Linked DNA regions of Mus musculus: regions 1, 2, 3 and 4 are each linked to region 5. A link is a contact called in public Hi-C, HiChIP or PLAC-seq and promoter capture Hi-C data. All regions are on one chromosome and are shown on one strand. Each heading gives the region's core, a stretch centred on a gene start, on an enhancer-like site or on the middle of the called end of the contact. The rest is flanking DNA. Distances are from core to core; before and after follow the strand shown.

Region 1 (3,770 bases), core at 186-2,685, 1.4 Mb before region 5:
AGGTCGTCTACAAGGCCCCCCAGCCCAGATGTCCACATACAATCTTCTGTAATCCTCCTTTTAAGGAGGACTGAATGACATCTTTAAAATCTCCGCCAATCCGTCGGCCACCAGACAACCTGCAGCAAAGCACCGGGGAGAGTGGCTCTAGTGTCCTTGCACCATTCCCAGTCACTGCGGGTGGGTTGCGTTTTTTCCCCATGCTGGCCTAAGCTACTCCTCTTTCAACCCTGAGGGCGGCTGAGCAGGGTGTACACTCCATCGGAAAGTCAAAGGCCCTTGCTCAACTGCCTAATCGCAGGAAGTCCCTGCCAGGGCCCCTCTGGGCTTCTCCCATAGAGAAACATGTGTATGTACTTGGGTTCACTGTATTGGACGAAGAATATGACCAGAAACCAGTCCTGTCCAGGTGTGCCAGCGCCATCCCGACGGCAGCACCAGCAACAGACCTCCCCCAGGGTCCCGCGGATGCTCCGGGATGGGGGGTGGGGGGCTGTGGACGTCCGCTCTTCCCCTCCCCCTCCAGCACCTCCAGAGGCTTTGTCATCCCAGTTCCAGGAGTATCTGGGCTCTCAGCACCCAGACGGTTCCCCGCCAGAGGCCGCGGAGTACTTAGACCGCCCGGCACCCGGGCTCTGCGTCTCGGATTCCCCGCGCCTCGGTATCCCGGGCGCCTCTCCCCGTGCCCCAGGTCTCCTCCCTCCGAGTTCCGCCCCATCCCAGCCTGCCCGGAGCGCTCGGGCTACGCAGGCCGGGGTGGATGCAGCGCCGGCCCCACCAGCCCGGGATGGCCACACTTACCGGCACCCGGCGCGGAGGGCCCGGGCTCCGGGCTCCGCCACCAGCGTAGCAGAGCCCGCGCGGGCTCCAGGCTGACGGCACAGCGTCGCCGTTTCACCCACAGCACGGAGTGCAGCGGCTCCGCCGCCCCCATTGCCCCCATCGCCGCCGGCGCGGCCTCGTCCGCCGGGCGCGGGGCGCGCGGACACCGGGGGGGGCGCGGGACCGTTAGCGGCCCCTGCAGTCTGCCCGGCGGTGACGCGGGGAGGCGGGAGCGGGAGGCGGCGCTGCGTCACCCGGTACGCAGAGAGGGTGGCGGGGACCCGGGAGGAGGCGACCAGGGTGAGGACAGGAGAAGCTAGACTTGGGGCCAGAGAAGAATCAGAAACAGAGGAGTCTAGGGAGCCTAGGATGAGGAGCAGAAAAGGCCTAGGAAGGAACGGGAGGGAGGGGTCAGAGGAGGGGACTGAGGGACCTGGCTGTGGGGAGGGCGGTCGGAGCGGCCGGGTGCCCTGAAAGACACTAGTCTGTCGCTCTGGCTGCCCCTGGGTCCTGCTGGGTCTGCACGAGCGACGGGGTAGGGAGGGCTGCAAAGGGACGGGCGGAGTCCCAGCAGCGCAGAAATGTTGCCCGGGCGGTCCTGGGCAGGCGATAGGAGGCCGTGGAACTGCTGGTGTGCGCCCAGGAGCGATTTGACCTTGGGCATCCGTCTCTTTTTAGGTCTTGGTCTCCTGGCGGCTAGCAAGAGTCCTGCAGGTTAGTCCCAGTAGGCAAAGGAAGGCTAGGATGGAGAGGACAGGGGTTACCTTCCAGGGGAGTGGAAGCTTCATGTGTGGATGGTTGTGGGTCTACAGCCACCAGAGAGACGGGAGAAGGCGTCTTCTTATCAGTCACCTGACTGTACCCTCCCAAACAGGCCTAGGGAACCGGAGTTGCTGCTCTTGATGCAGCTTAACATGGGACAAGCTGAACATATCCACCTCAGGGAGGTCTTCCTGGACTCCGTCTCCCCCAGCCAAAGCATCCCAAGACACAGCAGGGCAAAATTCAGCACTGCACTCATTGCATATCTACCCATCTTTGTGAAAATTCCATGGGCATGTGGGCTTGTCCCTTACTGGGTCTCCAGTGTCTAAAATGGTCTCTGTGCATAATGTGTTACTCAGATATTGGTTGCGTGATAGCATCTGTTCACATCTGACCAAGGAAGAGTCTCCTCGGAGATGCTAACTGGTCCAAGAGTGCAGGGCTCTGTGGTGTGACAGAGCTAAGCCTCACAGCGGAGTCAGCTTTCAAGAAGACAGGAGAGCCTTCTGCCCTCCCCCTCAGCTCTCCTGCTGTTGCAGACTGGGGTGGAGCTGGCCAAGTCTACCTTGCCTGTGCCTGGTACCAGAGGGCTAAGGTACAGGTCTGATCCTGTCGGTGCCCTGTGTCCATCTGCAGGGCAGGGACAACCATGAATCACTTGCTTCCTGGAAGCCCAGCCCAATGGTAGGCTCCCTGACAGCCCTGGAGTGTTGGTTAGGCCCAGGCAGAATCCTAGCCCCACCCTGGAGCAAGCTGGACCTGACCTAGCTCAGTTGTTAGTTGAAGCAATGGCTGTCCCAGCTCTTTCCTTTCACGGCTATCGGGATGAGGCTTGGGGAATGTGGACATGAAACTTCTTCAGAAACCTCTTGCCATTGCTGATGATGCTGCCTCTGTTACTGGTGAGGGGTTGTGTCGGGCAAGGGCAGCAGGGGCTATTATTATTATTAATTATTATTATTACTATTATTATTATTATTATTTTGAGACAGGGTTTCTCTGGGTAGTCCTGATTGTCCTGGAGCTCACTCTATAGACTCTCAAACTTAAAGATCCACCTCCCTCTGCCTCCCAAGAGCTGAGATTAAAGGTATGAGCCACCACGCCTGGAAATTAATGCAGTGTTTATATGTAAGTGTTTAATACCAAGAGGACTGGACTCCACCTTAGTCCTAGAGGAGTTCCATCCAGGAAGACACAGCCACACGGTCCACAAAATACTAAAGAACCTGAGGAGGGCCACCTGTGTGAATTATAGCTCACTAGTGAGAACCAGGATCCTGCAGTGCCTACCTCGGACTGAAGTGTACCCCCCTCCCCCATTTGAATTCTGAAGCCCCAAGCTTGATGCCATAGATAGTGGCTTATTTGGAGACAGAGCCTTTAAAGAGGTGACTCAATGAGGGCTTTTGGGGGCACGGGGAGGGGGGGCAATAGCTTGGTTCCTGGACAGAGGTTGCCACTTCTTCAAACACACTCATTCACATATGCGCACTTGCACACATATGAACACATGTGTACAAACAAATTAGACCATTAAGGGCCGGGTGTGGTGGCGCATGCCTTTAATCCCAGCACTCGGGAGGCAGAGGCAGGTGGATTTCTGAGTTCGAGGCCAGCCTGGTCTACAAAGTGAGTTCCAGGACAGCCAGGGCTATACAGAGAAACCCTGTCTCAAAAAAACCAAAAAAAAAAAAAAATTAAACCATTAAGGTAGTCTCAATTCAGGTCAACCAGTGTACTTAGTATAGGGGGGATTTGAACACAGATCCAGGGATGTGTACATAGAACACAAACTATGAGAAGCACCTGAGGAATGGCCATCTACAGGCCTCAGGAGACACCAGCCTGATTGGACCCGTGGTGTTGGGCTTCCTGGGTGTTAGAGTGCTGTGGTGACCCTGGCCAGCTGGTGTATTAGCCTGGCAGCCTGGGAGGCCGCAGTGCCAGGACTCACTGGGAACCTCTGCCAGGGGGAGGGCAGTCTAATGAGGGATGTGTTCTGGGAAGCTGAGGTAGACAGGACGGAAAGGCTCGGGCCCTCCAGGCTGGGGACCATAATGAACACAGCACTGGGGGTGGGAGGAAAGGAGGATGCTCTCTCTCCAGTGCAGCTGCCAGGCCCTTGCTGCCTCTGAGTCCCCTGGGGCTCATCCATTGTTGGGTGTGAAAGCAGATGGCAG
Region 2 (3,644 bases), core at 711-3,210, 1.2 Mb before region 5:
GGGGTAGAAAAAGGCTGTCTGTCCTTCTCTCTATGCTTCGGCACCTTTATGGAAGGTCAGGTAGGTACAGCTGTGTGGGTTTGTTTGAGTCTTGTGTCCCCGTGGTCTGTGTGTCTGCAGTTGTCGTTAGTTAGTACCTTGCTGTTTTGGTTCCTGTGTCTCTGTAGCGTAGTTTGAGGTCAGGGGTTGTGAGACCTCCATCATTGCTCCTTTTCTCCTGGCTTGCTCTTCTGCACCTCCATTTCTGGAATGGCTCCCATGTGGAAAGTCACCATGGGCCACCAGCAGCCATACCTGGCTGCTGTCTCTCAGGATTTCCCATGCGCCGGGCTCCTTTGGCTGGCCCTGGCTCCCTTGGCTGGTCCTGGCTCCTTTGACTGGTCCTGGCTCCCTTGGCTGGTCCTGGCTCCTTTGACTGGTCCTGGCTCCCTTGGCTGGTCCTGGTTCCTTTGGCTGGTCCTGGCTCCCTTGGCTGGTCCTGGCTCCTTTGGCTGGTCCTGGCTCCCTTGGCTTGTCCTGGCTCCCTTGGCTGGTCCTGGCTCCCTTGGCTGGTCCTGGCTCCTTTAGCTGGTCCTGGCTCCCTTGGCTGGTCCCTTTGGCTGTTCCTGGCTCCCCTTGGTTGGTCTGTCTCTTCTGCCCTGACTTGGCCTTGATTACTGTAGTACTGAGTCTGTGGGCCAGGCCTGGGCTGCCTGTTCCTGGTTATGTTTCTTGGTCTTCCTTGTGTGTTAAAGTGTTAAAGTCAGCTTGTTAGGTGTTGTGGACTCTCCCAATTTGAGTTGTGTTTGCTGATCGGGTTGGAGGGAATTAATGCTTTGTTTACTTAGTTTTTGTCTTTATTTTTTTTAAGATTTATTTTTATTTTATGTATATGAGTGTTTGGCTGTACCACATGCAAGCAGTAGCCTGCCAAGGCTAGAAGAGGCTATCAGATCCCCTGCAATTAGAGTTATAGATAATTGTGAGATAACCCCACCTCCCTCCTTCCCTCCCTCCCTCGCCCAGTGCTGTGATTCTGGTCATTCTCCACGGAACTTGACTTCTTTTTGGTGGGTGCTAGGATTCTGAACTCAGGGCCTCATTTCTGCACAGCAGGCACATAACCCACCTAGCCCTAACCAGGCTCTTGATTTCTTCAGACCTGGGGGAACATGTGGCAGCAAGAGTTTCATTTCAGACTTTCCGAAATGAGCCTTTGGGAAGAGTTCAGTTTGTGATGCTTCTAATGCAGCCCCTCCAACAGACATGGATATCAAGAATGGTGAACAGAATTCCAAGAGCTAGTAATGTCTGCGAGTGTTCATGGTTGAGGCCTCTCAGACCAGTCTGTTTCCAGTAGGCACATCCATGGTCCAAGGCTGCTGTACATCATGCCCTTTGGTGGATCATTTGTGCTTCCCCACAGCACTTCAGCTTGAGTTAACATTCTGCACCTGTGTGATCTTCTCCTTACATCTGCTCTTTGCTAAGCTGATCCTGCCACCACAGACCATCCTGTTCAAGTGAGCATGCTGTTTCTACCCTTCTGTTCAAATTGCTAGAAAAATCCAAGGGTTTTTCATGGAGTTGTGGGCTGTGGCTCCATGAAGAGTATCCCCATCCCCCAGAATGTTTTCAGATGCTATGACAAAGAAGTTCCAATAGATATTAAGTGACCAAGGGATCAGGACTGGTTTTGCAGTTCCAGCCACTGCCCATTGACTGGACGTCAGTCTTGGCTTATACTCCCGAAGCCTATGTCTGTGTGGTTCTAGAAACAAAGCTGTAAGGTAGAAATTTCAGGTCACTGAGAGAGGTCTGGTGGAATTAAGCTGTGAACAGCTGAGCTAACGGTGAGCTTTCCTTTGCTCATAAGAAACTGGAATATTTCTGGATCTTTCTGCTTTTTCAAGTGCAGTATAATGACAGGGTGTGCTGTGTCACCAGCAGCTGGCAGAGGCCTGCTTTGAGGCTCCTTCAGGGGAGCACTGTTGTATCTGCAGAGAAACAGGAAAGCATTGGCCTCTTATTTGCAAATTGGGCTCCTCTGTGCTACTACTGGTTTGCCTTGTTCCTCCTAGGAAGGTGCTGGCACTATTGGGTGGTCCTGAGTCTGCCTTGAGTTTCAATGACAGAGGCTTGAGCTTAGAACCAGTCTTACGAGCTCAGGCTAGCCCTAGTCTTTTCCGCCTTCTCAGGCCTTTCATGGTGTGTGCAAGGCCAAGGCACAGCATATGTCTGGTTTGCCTGTGTGGGTGTGAGCAGATGGAGCTCTGCTTCTGGGTAGCTGTGACAGTCTCCTGTGTACGGGGTGGGGGTGGGGGGAGGGGCTCTGATGAGGTTCTGATTTTGAAGTGTGTGCATGCGTGTGTGTGTGTGTGTGTGTGTGTGTGTGTGTGTGTGCGCGTGCATGTGTATCGTGTATTTGTGTGCATGGGTCCCAGCTCAGCACTCAGTGTCTTTCCCTTATTGCCTCTGCTTTTATGTTTTGGAGCCAGCATGTCTCACTAACCTTGAAACTCTTAGATTCACCTAGGTAGGCTGGACAGTGAGCTGCAGGGATTTGCCTTCTCTGCCCTGCTTGCTAGGCTTATATGATTATATGATAGGGATTATAGCCGCCCCTGGCTTTTCACATGTGTTCTTGGGCGGCCCTTTGACTGAGCTATGTCTCTGGCCTCTGAACTTGTTTGTATTTTATTTCATTTCAGTTTTTCGGTGGTGCTAGTGATTGTTGCAGGGTCCTCACACATGCTAGGCAAGTGTTCTGTTAGTAAGCTGTACCCCAGCCTCTGAACTTTGTTTAAATATTCATTTCTCTCTAGGAAACTGTTGACTGATGAAAAATGTATATGAATCTATATGCATGAGCGTGTCACTCACTCAGCAAATATTGAGCTGGCGCCTGCTGTGCTACAGGTGGCGGCGGCTTGTTATTCACTTGAGCAGTGGGAGTGATTCTGTTCTGCTGTGGGGGTGGGCTCTGAGTTTGCCAATGGTAGACCCCATGCCTTGGGATTAGAAGCTTTGCTTGTCAAGGCTCTAGGCCTCTCTTTTTTAAATCCTGGGGTTCATGTGCTTTGAGGGCTCTAGACCAAGCCCAATCATGCTTAGGATGGTAGGTGATGTAGGAAGGGCCTGACTTCCCAGAGTGTGCAGCCATCGGGTTCTTCGAGATTTGGTGTACTTAGAGGTTCTAAAACACCTTCACTCATGTGAGCACTCTAGCACTGCCTTCCTCTGCTGCTTGCCTGGGTGAAGTCTGGGCAGAGCTTACAGTAAAGCCTGGCCTTGTCAGGCTTTGGAGCCCAGTTCCAAGTAGGAGCCACCAGAGAATGACAGTGGGAAGGAGGGAGACCAGAGAGTCACTAGGTAGAATGTAGCTGGCTCTTCCATAAAGATGGTGGGCAGAGAGCAGAGAGAGCAGAAAGGAGCGCTTGCAACTGGTCTCAAATACGAGCAGTTAAGCCAGAGGCGAGGAGAAGCCCTCAGGGCTGTGGGAAGGAGATGTAATCTGCTGGGCTCTGATAGGGTACAGAGTGTGGGTGCAGGGCCAGAGTTTGGGGAGACCTGGGAGATAAGCTTATGGATGGAAGGAAGGTCTTTAAGCCATCGGTGTGGGTGTGCATACATACGTTTAGGGTGATGTGTAGGGTGGTGTCTCT
Region 3 (3,835 bases), core at 1,261-3,760, 1.0 Mb before region 5:
GGTCCATTCAATAGCTGACTGTGAGCATCCACTTCTGTGTTTGCTAGGCCCTGGCATAGTCTCACAAGAGACAGCTATCTATATCGAGTTAGTTAGGTCAAATAATGTTTTGCTGGTGCACACAGGTGAAAGATGTTTGGATATAGCAAACACGTGAAAGGACACTTGATGAAGGAGTATAAATATGACCCCATAGACAGTGGGGGACAAGCACTTAGCTTTGGTTTGGTTTGCTCTGCCTTGCATGCATTAGTTAGCCTTACATAGCATTGTTGAGCTCAACTTGGGGTAACACTGCCATTGAGAGACACTCACCCAAGAACTGCTCTGGAAGGTGGGCCTGGCTGTTTCTTCGAGATTGAACTACAGCTGCCTGGTGTCTGCCTGCCTAGAGGACTAGTCTGCAGCTGCTGAGTCATATGTGATGTTTGCTGGACTGAACTGCTGCCCAAGAAGATCGAGCTTGCCCCCAAAGAACTATTGCCGAACAAGTCCACTTTTTCCATATCCTAATAACTTTTCTCTTCCACTACCTCTGCTGGGTGGTGGGCTGGAGGAGAGGTTGAACGCTTATTAAAAGTAGGTTGCAAGACATTTATGCCGACATACCTGAATTTCATCTGTCCTCTGGGCTCACAATACTTTAACCGTTTGGCTGGCCTCACCCTGAGCTTGAGTCTCTTTGCTTGTGGTTCACACACTTCTCTGACCACATGCTGTCGTTTGTCTCCCAGGGGGCTTAGGGGCTTAGTTTCGAGAGTGATACTATGAGAAGGTGACAGAAGCTTTAGGAGGTGGTGCCTAGTGGGAAGCCCTCCGACCACTGCTGGCACACTCTAAAGAAAATTATGGGATGCTGGCCTCTTCCTCTTTCTTCCTTTTAGCTTGCTGGTTTTGTTAGTTCTGCATAGGCTACCTCTATGATATGTTGTTTCATCACTGCCCAAAGTGAAGAGACGAGACTCTCAAACTCTGAGCCCAAATGATTCTTCTCTTTATATATTCATTTTTCCAGCTATTTGTGATATGCCAAAGCTGCTGTCCCACAGGGCCCAGTGATTTTTTTGGAACATACTTTGCAGCCCAGCAGGTGGCAGAGGGAACCCAATGCTTCCTTAGGGAGCCTGAGATCCTAAGAGGACACAGCCTAGGTTTTGGGAGAGTTAAACACATCCTAGCTGGAGGTTCCAGATAGGCCTTCAGGACACACATCAACATAGAATTTGCATTTAAGGGGAAGGGGTCACCAGGAGACCAAGGGCGCCATTCGGGACTGAGCAGAGGCAGGCCATGAGAGTAACCTACACAGAACATTTCAGAAGTAAAAGAACCAGGACCAGCCTGAGCTGTTTGGCTAGGAGTGACCTGAAGAGCAGAGTCTCTTAGTTCCTATAGAGATCAGGTTCTAAGGGCAGTCACAAAGGGGACAGGAGATCAAGATGGGAGAGGTCACTGAGGAGGATACCTCTAGGAAGAGATAACCTAGGAAGGTGGCAGTCATCTAGGACGGTGGAAGTCAGAGAAGGGAACAGTTGTTATCAGGAGAGGAGGCTGCCCACAGAGGAAGTACGGGGGCCAGGCTTTGGGCTGAGGAGCTGGTGAGGCTGGCACTGTGGCAACAAGATCACTCTTTTGTGTTCTAGTTCCTTCTTTGATAAGTGGACCAATCAGATCCTTGGTGTGGCTCAGAATGGGAATTGAAGCCTCTCTGGCAGCTAGTCCCATCTCTCCCATCTTGCCGTCACTACACCATGCAGTAAGATGATGCTGTCTTCTTATTCTGTGATACCAGCATATGCTCTCAGCTGCCAGGGAGGAGTGCCGGAGGAGTCTCGTTTGACTCCCCTTTACAGATAAGAAGACTGCCAGGACTATATCCAGCTTGTGACAGAGCCTGGCAGTGCCTGCTTCTTGTGAACACTATGAGTGATGGGTCAACCATGAGCTGGGACCCGAATCTCAGAGGCAAAAGCAGGAGAAAGCTAGTCCTGCCACCCAGGATTTGGTGATGGATCCTGAGCTGCACAGCCAGGAAGGGAGGATTCCCCAAAGAAACACTGGCAGGCTTTGTGCAGACTTCAGCCAAGTCCGGATCGGACTGGGTGACCTGTTTGGGGGAAGATGGGATCACATGGCATCCATCATGACAAAAAGAATGAGTGCAGAGGCAGGCCATCAGGGAAATGGGGCTCTCTGAACAGTTAGAATAGATATGTGGCTGGGGTCCTACATCAGAGGATGCTTGGGCCAGCCAGTCAACCTTCTGCCAGCTGCTGTCAGCTGCAAGATGGAAGGAAACACAGACAGAGCCAAAAAGAGCCTGAAAGAGCCCTGGGGGAGAAGATTCTGGAAGAGCAGGGCCTGGGGGTGGAGAGAACTTTTTCCTCTTTGTGCACTGGCTCTCAAAACTGATTTAGTTCCAAAGAAGTGGGTTTGAGGGATGAGGTGTACCAAATGGGCAGGCAGCAAGGATGCAGCAATCTGGACCATCCTGGATTCCAAATAGCCTGTGCTCTGAATAGACCTTTTGTTCTGCATGGCTGGGATGAAGGCGTGGAACTGGTATCGGATGCCCAGAAAGGGCTGTGACTAAGTGTCCATGATAAGTGGAGCATTTTAATAGAAAAATCCATGTAATTTATTTGAATAAAAATGCGTGTTCCTTACAATCCTTTTGTTTCCCTAGCTGTCCATATTAATAGATCATTAATACTTCAGGATGCTAACCATTGTCTTAGAAAACAAACACAAGGGCGCAGAAAGGAAACTCATCGTTGCCCAGGCTTAAATAAAACAATGGTCACAGGGTTGCAGAGAGAGCTCAGTCAATAAAACACTTTCCATGCAAGCATCAGGGCCTGAGTTTGGTCCCCAGCACCTATGTGAAATGCTGGGGCTTGGTGTGAAGACTTGTGACCCCCACACTGGGGTAGTGAGACAGAAGGATCCCTGAGGCTTGCTGAGTGGCCAGCCTGTCCTAAGCCACAGTGAAATGCACAGAGCTTGAGGAATGATGCCTATGGTTGATCTTTGGCTTATACATATATGTGAGCATGCGTGAACATGAACACAAACAGGCACATGTACACTTACGTGCACAAACTAGTGATCATAGGGAATGAAGTTGTTCACAAAATGCTTGGCCTGAGACACTAGCATCAGAAATGAAGAAGTCTGGGGAGTTGCTCAAGGAGTAGGCACTCAGTACATAGAGCCATGGCTAAAGTCTCAGAGTATGTGCTGCACACTTCGACCTATGGGGTACCCAGGATAGACTTCACATTAGAGCCTTGGGTGCCCTTAGCTGTCCTCTGCTGGCCTCTCTTGGACAAGTACTCCAGGAAGGAACTCTGGGATGGGCTGTGTTTGTACAGCTTGGGTATGGGAAGACATTCAGGAGAGACTTTGCCTTCTTGGTTGCTGTGTTGTGGTGCCCTCTGTTCCTTTGTGGTTTGAATGGAGAAGAAGCCTAGCCTTGAGTCTGACACCACCCTTATCTCAATGATGGCTTTCCTGGATCCAACTGTGAAAAACTATAATTCTATACTGAAACTCCCAGCTTCTAGTCTTAGTTTTTTCCAGTACAAACCAACATATCTGTATGATCTCTGCCTTAGGACCAGGGTTATAGGGCATTTATTATTCTCCAATCTGTACCTCCAGAAAGCCATGTGTGCAGCGTACAGGCACCAGCAGTTCATGGCCTTGCTTTGTATGTGGAGTCAAATTCTCTGTCTCCCTGTCCATCAAGCTTCTGTCTGTGTCAGGAAAAGGCTCTGAGGTAGGCAGGAACTTGTAGGTCAGGGTCAGAGTCAGGGTCAGGGTTAGATTAGGA
Region 4 (3,764 bases), core at 881-3,380, 1.3 Mb before region 5:
TGGGGTCACACCGAAGAGACTGGGACTGTGTCAGTTTCCTGTGACATCCGTAGTAGCCTAAGGAGGTGGAAATGTTTCCCCTTTTTGGGTCCTGAAACCAAGATGTCAGCAGATTGTGCTGTCTGTGAGGGCCATTTCCCACCATGTCTACATAGACATCTAGGGTTGACTACTGGCTGCTGCCTAACACACACACACACACACACACACACACACACACACACACACACACACGAACATATTACCGGTTTGTGTGTCATCCTTTTGTAAGGACCATGCTAATCTCTGTATTATTCCAATTTTAGTAGGTATACCACTGAAGTGAGCACCCAATTTTTTTTTTTTTTTTTTTTTAGATTTATTTATTTATTATATGTAAGTACACTGTAGCTGTCTTCAGACACACCAGAAGAGGGCATCAGATCTCATTACGGGTGGTTGTGAGCCACCATGTGGTTGCTGGGATTTGAACTTCGGACCTTCAGAAGAGCAGTCGGGTGCTCTTACCCACTGAGCCATCTCACCAGCCCCATAGCACCCAATTTTTAATTTCCATTCTCCTGCCTCCCTCTTGAGAAGCTGGGCCATAGCTATGTACCACTAAAGTTTTATTTCAAAGAGCTCTCGAGGCAGTGCTAGGACATGATTATTAATCTTAGTTTTGCTAGGTCTCTCAAATTCTAAGGATTATTAGAAGTAGGATTCCAAGGAGAAGCCAAGGCTATGTTCCATAAGTTGTGCCTGAAGGGGTCACCTAGGACCTGTTGACATTGTCCCTGGTATTTCCTGAAGTTTCTATGCTTGTGTCAAAAGGGATTCCTAGAGAGCCCGGTATTGTCATCCAGACAGCAAACATTTGGGATGTACTATTTCAGTTCCTAAGGCTCCGGCTGTGCAGGAAATGAAGAGGAACAGGTGCCACCCCTTTCTGCAGAGTCAAAGTGGAGTCAGGTAGCTGCTGCAGTCTAAAAGGAGCTGCAGAAGGCTTTACTCTTAAAGAATGGGAACAAAGTTGAGATACAGGGCTCTAGGCCATTGACCCTGCTCTGAGTACTGAGGATAAGTCTGGCATACAACTGGGCTAAGCTATATAAGGTTCTTTAGTGTGATTTCTTGCATCCACCATGTGCTAACCCAACACCACTTTCAATATGTCTAGAAGTCTGGGTCTTGAGAATATAGTCAGGGCCTGGGTTAAACAGGAAGACCATATCAAAAGCAGAAAAAGTGCACGAGACAGCTGTCGTGAATATGTTTCTCAGTAGTAAAGGCCACAAGTTGGCATTACCAGTGTTTCACTAAAGCTCCGGCCTGAGATGCCAGCCTCTCACCCTTGAGTCTAAGATCATAGAAATTTTACACCAATCACGTAAGTAATTTCAAGTAGCTACACTACACAGCAAAAAGTGAAAGTAAACATAACAATATATTCTACAGAACCCAATATATATAAAGTATCATTTAATGTAAACTTATAATTAACATTTCCGTATTAAGATTTTTGGATCTTGAATGTATCTTACAATTAAGCACACTTTACTGCGGTCTTGGAAGCACGCAAGCGCCGGCAAGATGAAGTCTTCGTGTCTCCGTGCCTATTCGTTTTTCAGCTGAAGCCCAGGCAGATCCCCGCCATCGCTTCAGATGTGCTCCGGTGGAAGTCGCTTCCTTCACCTCACTGTGCAGTGTTTACTGATCCGGGGTCAATGCCCTGGCGATGAGGCTTGGACCACACTACAGCGGGAGAAGCTCTCCATCCTCCCGCTCGCCTGTCCGCCCGCAGCAGGGTCCCGATCTGCCTGTGCTCCTTCTGGTTCTCGGTACTTGCTGGTTGGCTGCGAGCAAATAAGACCGACTCGGACCCCAGACGCACGCGGCTCCGGAGTTCATGGCCGGGGATCAGAGGCCGGGATCCAGAGACCTCAGTCCGTGCCGCTCGACCCGAGCGCTCTCAGCGCCGCCAGAACATACGCAGCTCGCAGACTCCGCTTTCCTCCCTGCGCTACAGCCACGCACATATCCCAGCGTCGCCTTCTCATGGCGTCAAGCACTGCCCGAAACGAAGGCGGGACTTCCGGAATCGCCGAGTCACAACTTCCGGACGGAGGCGGAAGCGCCTCTCGGCTCTACGCTTCGGAGTCCTGGTGTCTCTGAGGGGGCCGCCGGGGCACAGGAGAGGGCCGCTGGAGGTGTGGCCGACCGCTCTCGGGTGTCAGGGTTGCGGATCTGAGGGATGAGGAGCGGCCATGGCCAGCGACGGGGCCAGGAAGCAGTTCTGGAAGCGCAGCAACAGCAAGGTCCCGGGCAGGTGGGTGTGACGGGGAGGACCCGGTCGGGGTCAGGGGTCAGAGGTCAGGTGGCCGTGCTGTCCCGTTGCAGTGCGGGTGGCGTAGGAGTCTGGGGAGGAGAACCTGGCTCCTAGGAGACTGTTGGGCTATGTGAGGGGCTAGGGGAGTCGGGGTCGGCAGTGGGCGTGTGGGAAATGAAAGGTGACAGTGGCCGTACCAATGAGCAAGGAGGACGAGGAGCTGCCCCAAGTGCTTCCAGAGCCTGGCAGGCAGGTTCTCTCCTGCGAAACTCCATGACTCCCTGGGGAAGCTGGAAGAAACTGACCCAGGTCATGCCCTGGAGAGTTTGGTTGAGTCAGGAAACTGGCCAGGGAGAGGCAGTGCCTGCAGGGGAGGTCGGTCTCTTCGGGGTGCATAGTGGTTTGAGCACTTGGGTTTTCGTCTGTCACATGTGGGCTGATGCTTTTCCTTTGAGCGTGGAAGCGCCTTGTGAATTTCTGTGGTCCCACCTTCTGGCCTCTGGACACCGGTCTTTTGACAGCAACAGGAAACACAGAATAATAATAAAAACACCTGGGTGCAGTCTGGAAGCTATCGAGCTCCAAAGTCCTTCTGTGATTGGTTATGTGGCCTGATGCCTCTCTAGGTCTTAGGGAGTGAAGAGACAGTACCCGGAAATGTATTTCAGAAAACTCCATCACAAGATTTCAAACATAGTTTATTCTGTTTTCTAGCCAAAGTCTCAGATATGAAATTTAAGATTCTAACATTAGCCACCTCTCCAGTCCTGAAGGTTTTGACATTGAGGTAACTTAAGTAGAACCATTCGTGAGCTCGGAAAATGGTCTGTCTTCCTGTGCTTCCTAAGAGACACCATTGTGTGAATGTTAAATTTGTAAACTCGGATATCCACTGTATTCAACCACAAAATGTGCTTTTCAAAGTGGCTGGGGCTTGGCACGGGTTACTGACTGCTGGGCCACAGTGACTTGGGAGATGGAGGAAGTCCTCAGAGGTACCCAGACACTGTATTTTTTACAGGACCTGGACTGGGCTTGCTTGAATAGTTAAGAACTTTTATAAAAGCTATTATTATAGTTTATGATGAGTAGAAGGTCCTACTGTGACAGGGATAAACACGTTGAGCCTAGTGCCAGATAAACAGAAGCATGTGGCAGTGTGACTTCTGTTGTTGCCTTCACATCTCGAGACTCAGTTCTTCTTCTTCCTCCTCCTCCTCCTCCTCCTCCTCCTCCTCCTCCTCCTCCTCCTTCTTCTTCTTCTTCTTCTTCTCCTCCTTCTCCTTCTCCTTCTCCTTCTCCTTCTCCTTCTCCTTCTCCTTCTCCTTCTCCTCCTCCTCTTCCTCCTCCTCCTCCTCCTCTTCCTCCTCCTCCTCCTCCTCCTCCTCCTCCTCCTCCTCCTCCTCCTCCTTTTCCAAGACAGAGAAACCCTGTCCTGGAACTCACTCTGTAGACC
Region 5 (4,010 bases), core at 24-2,523:
CCAAGTGGAGTGTGTATGGAGTTCAGCTATGTGGTGTGCGTGTGTGCATGAACATGGTGCGCATGTGGAGTGCGTATGTGTCTGCGTATGTATACAACCTGGGTACTTGCCCTCCTTCAGCCCCTCAGCAACGTTCTCTATGTCCTGGTCTGTTTAAATGCCACACTGGACCAGGGTGCAAGGGGAAAGGCTTATGCTGGTATGCACCAAGTAGCTTGTGGGGAAAAGCCTCCATTTCTAATGAGATCTTGTGTGGGGGTACCACCCCTTCCCATGCAGAACAAACACCAATGAGAAGCCTAACTGGGCCTGCTGTTAGCATGTTCACTGGTGCACAGGAAGGGAATGGAATCGACCTTCATGGCCATGGACCTACAGGGCCACCTGGGGAAAACACCAGCTTTTAGAGTTTCTTCCTGGAGTGCAAGGAACTTACAAGGGAAAGTGGAAGTGACCCGATTCCGCTGGTTTACAGGGGCAAACCCGTTGTCCAACGGCAGGAATGCACATCAGAGTTGTAGTCTTCGCTACCCTCCTCAGAAAACCAGACCAGGGACTTTATCCTGCACACACTCTGGAAAATGGATGAGAGAGAGGAACCACAGGCCATGGCCTGGGGGCAGAGGCTGTGGTACACGGGAGTCAAGGAAGTGCATCAGGAAGATGCAAAGGAATGTCTTCTTAGGGTAGACACACAGAGCCCACAGGATGGCAAGTTCTAGAGACAGGGTGCAGGTGCGCTCAGATGCTCTCTGGTGGGCTCAGAGCAACAAGGCATACTCAGGAGCCCTGGTGCTGGGCACAAATGGGAAACAGGCTGAAAGCATTATTTGCTTTGAATAAACTTTCGGTTCACTTTCCGGATCAATACCAAACAAGGTCTGGGACCCCAGCGTCCCAGGCCTTTGGTGGAAGACTCTCGCGTGGGGGGGGGGGGGGGGGAAGGGGGTCCCAAGTCACCTAACTTCCCGCTGGCCCTGAGGGTCTTGCGCGCCCAGAGCCCAGGCTACGAGGATGCTGGGCCGTCTCTGTCGCCATCCAGAGGCTCGGCTAGGGCGCGGCGTCCCCTCTGCTCGCCTCCCTCGCCGGTCCCGGGCCAGTGCGAGGCCCCGCCACGCCGGGCACGCGCTCCAGGCGCGCCCCTCGTACTGGTGACGGGGCGCGCTGAGCCGGGGCGCGCAGCGACGCCCAGAGCCGCGGGCTGGCGTCCCCGGGCGGGCGAGCACGGGCGCGGGCGGCGCGGGCGCGGCGCGGGGCGGGCGGCGCGGGGCGCAGTGGGCCGGGGCCCGGGCGCGGCGGCGGCGGCGGAGAAGGAGGAGGAGGAGGAGGACGAGGAAGAGGAGGAGGAGGAGGACGAGGAGGAGGATGGCACGCGCGGGGCCCGCACGTGGAGGCCGGCGCGGGGGCGCGGGCAGGGCCGGCTGCTGAGAAGCGCTGCTGCCCCCCGCGCGGGCACCGCGGCTTCAATGGCGCCATCGCCCAGGACCAGCAGCCGGCAAGATGCGACCGCCCTGCCCAGCATGTCCTCAACTTTTTGGGCATTCATGATCCTGGCCAGCCTGCTCATCGCCTACTGCAGTGAGTACCGTGCACCCGGGCCCCATAAGGGCCTCGGGTCCTCCAAGCGGCCCCAGCCCCAGCCCCGGCGGGGCGCCCCGCGTCGGTGCGGAGTTGCGAGCGCGTGGCGCGCGGTCCCGGGTCTTGGCCGCTGTTCCGCTGGCCCGGGAGGGCTTGGTGCAGGCGGCTCCGGGGTCCAGACACTCCGCGGCCGGGCACAGCAGCCCCGGCGAGCTTCCGCGGACTAGCCAGCAGGGCCGGCATCAGGCCCAGGCAGGCACAGCGCGTCCCTGCGCGGCGGTGCCCGGTGTCCGCCGTGCGGTCGCCGCTCCGGCCCAGGCTAGCGACCGAGCGGAGCTTCCCGCCGGCGACACTCCCTCCGGGGACTTATGGGGACGCAGCAACCGAGCCCGAGCGGGACTCCTCGGGCAGGACCGCGGCTTGGGTTCCTCCGACGCGTGGTGGAGCCTCTGCCTTGCTAGGAAGCGGGCTCGCCAGATGCTTTCTGTAAAAGGAGAAGTAAGGGAACGGATGCCTCTGGAGGGGAGGGCCCGCTACCGCTGCAAGGGTGGTTCGGAGGAATGAACTGACGACCCAGTGGGTCTGGCAAGGGCTGCGGAGGGAGGTGCGGGCTGGTCGGAGCCTGGCACGGGGTTCTGGAGCTGGGCTTAGGCTGGGACCCGGACGATGGGTGATCTTATCAGTAGGTCTTATCTGGGTACCGATAATCTGAGTCCTGGGTACAGTCTTGGGGCTGGTGTAGTATGGGTAGGCATCATCTTGGCTGGTGTCTGCTGACTGTCGGAAGCTGTTGGGGTGGGTAGAGGCTGGTTAGAGTCCCGGGCATAGGCTCTATAAGAGATGGGCGCTTGCCTGGTTACAGTTTCTGCCTTCCTTCCCGTCTCTGCGGGAAGAAAAACTAGTGCCAGTGAACACCTGTCATGAAAAAAATGCCACAGGCAAGGGAGGTGATGACAAAATATGGATTCTTTACTAATTTAAAATAAAAGGCCATCACCAAGTGGTTCCTCTCACTCCTCCCTCCTTTCCCCGGCCATCGCTCGAGCCTGGGGCCTCCTAGTTCCCAATCCTAGCTCTGAAATGAAATTGCAGCAGTCTTGAGACTCAAGTCGAGGCCGAATATGTCATCAGAGTCCTGGGACAACTCTGAATGGGGATAGCTCAACCCCCAACATGGTCGAGGCATCTTAAGGGAAATGCTAGTGAGCCCAGAGGAACTACTCAGTCTGCATATGCCTGTGCTGCTGTGGCGCCTTGAGGTTCATCAAGCAAGAGACTGGCTGCTGACAGTATTCTAACCTGGCTGCCCTAGGATAGGGAAAGGAAGCTGGTGGGCTGAGCCACAGGAGAGTACTCACTGCTTAGCCTTCTGTAGCCTGCCGGCTTCTTTCAGGGGCTTCTTCCCAGGTACCATTGAGCCTAGATTCCTTAATGATACAGGACGGGTTAAAGATGGGTAAACTCCAGAGATAGACAGGTGATACCAGGATGAAATGCACTTCCTGGTGTTGTCCCAGGAGTGGCACATTCAGCAGTGGGGGAGGGGCACGGGGCGCGGAAACCTGGAGCTGGCTGCTCTTCCTAGGCAGATTCTGGTAACACTGTCCTTGGGTCAGCCCGAGAGCCCAGAGCTGTAGACTGGGCTCATAGAGGCAGCTCTGCATGTTGAAAAGGGACAGCCATCCACTGTTACTGACTGAGTGACAACCCAGCCCTTGACCTCAACACTCTCCTCTTCAGGGAGCCACCAAGCTGGGGCCTTGTATGCACTCCCAGCTAGTATAGCCTTTGTCCCTTGTTTCCTAGCTTCGGCCCCACTTCGTCCTGTTGGCTTGCTTCTTGATCTGACTATAGGGAAGTAATGTCATATATTCAGAGAAAAGGGCAGCCCTATCTTCCTGCAAGTTGGTTCTCTGCTATAAGGGCAGTCGGTAAGAATGACTTATCCAGAAGAGCAGAAGTCCTTAATAACGAAGCTTCTGAACAGCCACATTTTGATAGCTGTTTCCATCCCCACGTAATGGAATAATTGACAATAAGCTAACGTTTTCAGACACACCCCATTACACCAGAAATGCAATTGGAGAAATTAAAGCATTTCTCTAAAATACAAAATAACATCATCATAATTTATAGCTGGGAATTGGAATCCTAGAGAAAAAGATATTTCTTTTTTTCCTCCCCCCCCCCTTAGAATTGATAATGCATAGAAAATGATAATTAGATAGTTCTTGCGATTTCCAGCCTTTCTTCCAACACATCTGGGATGAAAGATAGTTAGCATCTTTGTGTGCAAGATGTTTCAGCGAGGACTTTTATTACCCTAAGTGTCTTTCTGCTACTGAGCGGAGACACTTAGGAAGCCAGCGTCCATCTTTTAGGGCTCAGTAATGCTGCCCTACGGTGTGTATGTTTCTCTGTAACACACACGG

The links. Promoter capture Hi-C pulls out the DNA fragments that hold promoters and counts their contacts. Hi-C and Micro-C count contacts between places; a contact is called where the count stands out from the background. HiChIP or PLAC-seq counts read pairs in DNA pulled down with a chosen protein or histone mark.
Region 1: a contact with region 5 is called in a promoter capture Hi-C map of hippocampal neurons, with 5 times the contacts expected there. The contact joins the promoter of Cerk here to the promoter of Tafa5 in region 5. A contact is called at or near these places in 2 of 39 promoter capture datasets (frontonasal cranial neural crest and hippocampal neurons) and 2 of 115 datasets of contacts at active chromatin or transcription factors (SST interneurons and embryonic forebrain).
Region 2: a Hi-C map of cortical neurons shows a contact between it and region 5. The contact joins the enhancer-like site here to the promoter of Tafa5 in region 5. A contact is called at or near these places in 1 of 39 promoter capture datasets (stem cell-derived epiblast-like cells), 1 of 484 Hi-C or Micro-C datasets (cortical neurons) and 2 of 115 datasets of contacts at active chromatin or transcription factors (embryonic forebrain and stem cell-derived neural progenitor cells).
Region 3: an H3K27ac HiChIP or PLAC-seq map of VIP interneurons shows a contact between it and region 5, with 7 times the contacts expected there. The contact joins the enhancer-like site here to the promoter of Tafa5 in region 5. A contact is called at or near these places in 7 of 39 promoter capture datasets (the 3T3-L1 cell line, the C10 cell line, the HPC-7 cell line and 4 more), 3 of 484 Hi-C or Micro-C datasets (cerebral cortex, cortical neurons and uterus) and 7 of 115 datasets of contacts at active chromatin or transcription factors (VIP interneurons, embryonic basal ganglia, embryonic forebrain and 4 more).
Region 4: a contact with region 5 is called in an H3K4me3 HiChIP or PLAC-seq map of embryonic midbrain, with 11 times the contacts expected there. The contact joins the promoter of Tbc1d22a here to the promoter of Tafa5 in region 5. A contact is called at or near these places in 5 of 39 promoter capture datasets (cranial neural crest, hippocampal neurons, maxillary cranial neural crest and 2 more) and 2 of 115 datasets of contacts at active chromatin or transcription factors (embryonic midbrain and forebrain).

Annotation. Positions count from the first base shown.
Region 1 is chr15:86,184,706-86,188,475 of GRCm38.p6, forward strand. Cerk (ceramide kinase) reads right to left here and starts at 1,436. Exons shown (of 13, transcript NM_145475.4): 1 at 802-1,436. The coding sequence starts at 943. It overlaps Gm15569 (predicted gene 15569), which reads left to right and starts at 1,023. Exons shown (of 3, transcript NR_155352.1): 1 at 1,023-1,079; 2 at 1,501-1,536; 3 at 1,947-2,491.
Region 2 is chr15:86,307,456-86,311,099 of GRCm38.p6, forward strand. The region is part of intron 7 of Tbc1d22a (TBC1 domain family, member 22a); the gene reads left to right. Among named protein-coding and RNA genes, the nearest start is that of Tbc1d22a, 95 kb to the left of the region's middle. Within about 2 kb of position 1,961, at least 27 of the 459 cell types and tissues checked have an H3K27ac peak or open chromatin away from gene starts, as enhancers often do. A contact at or near this core is called in cortical neurons, where this site is marked.
Region 3 is chr15:86,540,446-86,544,280 of GRCm38.p6, forward strand. No RefSeq gene overlaps it. Among named protein-coding and RNA genes, the nearest start is that of Gm34965, 63 kb to the right of the region's middle. Within about 2 kb of position 2,511, at least 4 of the 459 cell types and tissues checked have an H3K27ac peak or open chromatin away from gene starts, as enhancers often do. A contact at or near this core is called in VIP interneurons, where this site is marked.
Region 4 is chr15:86,212,329-86,216,092 of GRCm38.p6, forward strand. It overlaps Tbc1d22a (TBC1 domain family, member 22a), which reads left to right and starts at 2,131. Exons shown (of 13, transcript NM_145476.2): 1 at 2,131-2,308. The coding sequence starts at 2,247. Gm22818 (a small nuclear RNA gene) reads right to left here and starts at 329; the gene lies at 226-329.
Region 5 is chr15:87,543,026-87,547,035 of GRCm38.p6, forward strand. It overlaps Tafa5 (TAFA chemokine like family member 5), which reads left to right and starts at 1,274. Exons shown (of 4, transcript NM_001252310.1): 1 at 1,274-1,578. The coding sequence starts at 1,467. It overlaps Gm35471 (a long non-coding RNA gene), which reads right to left and starts at 948. Exons shown (of 3, transcript XR_384322.2): 1 at 437-948.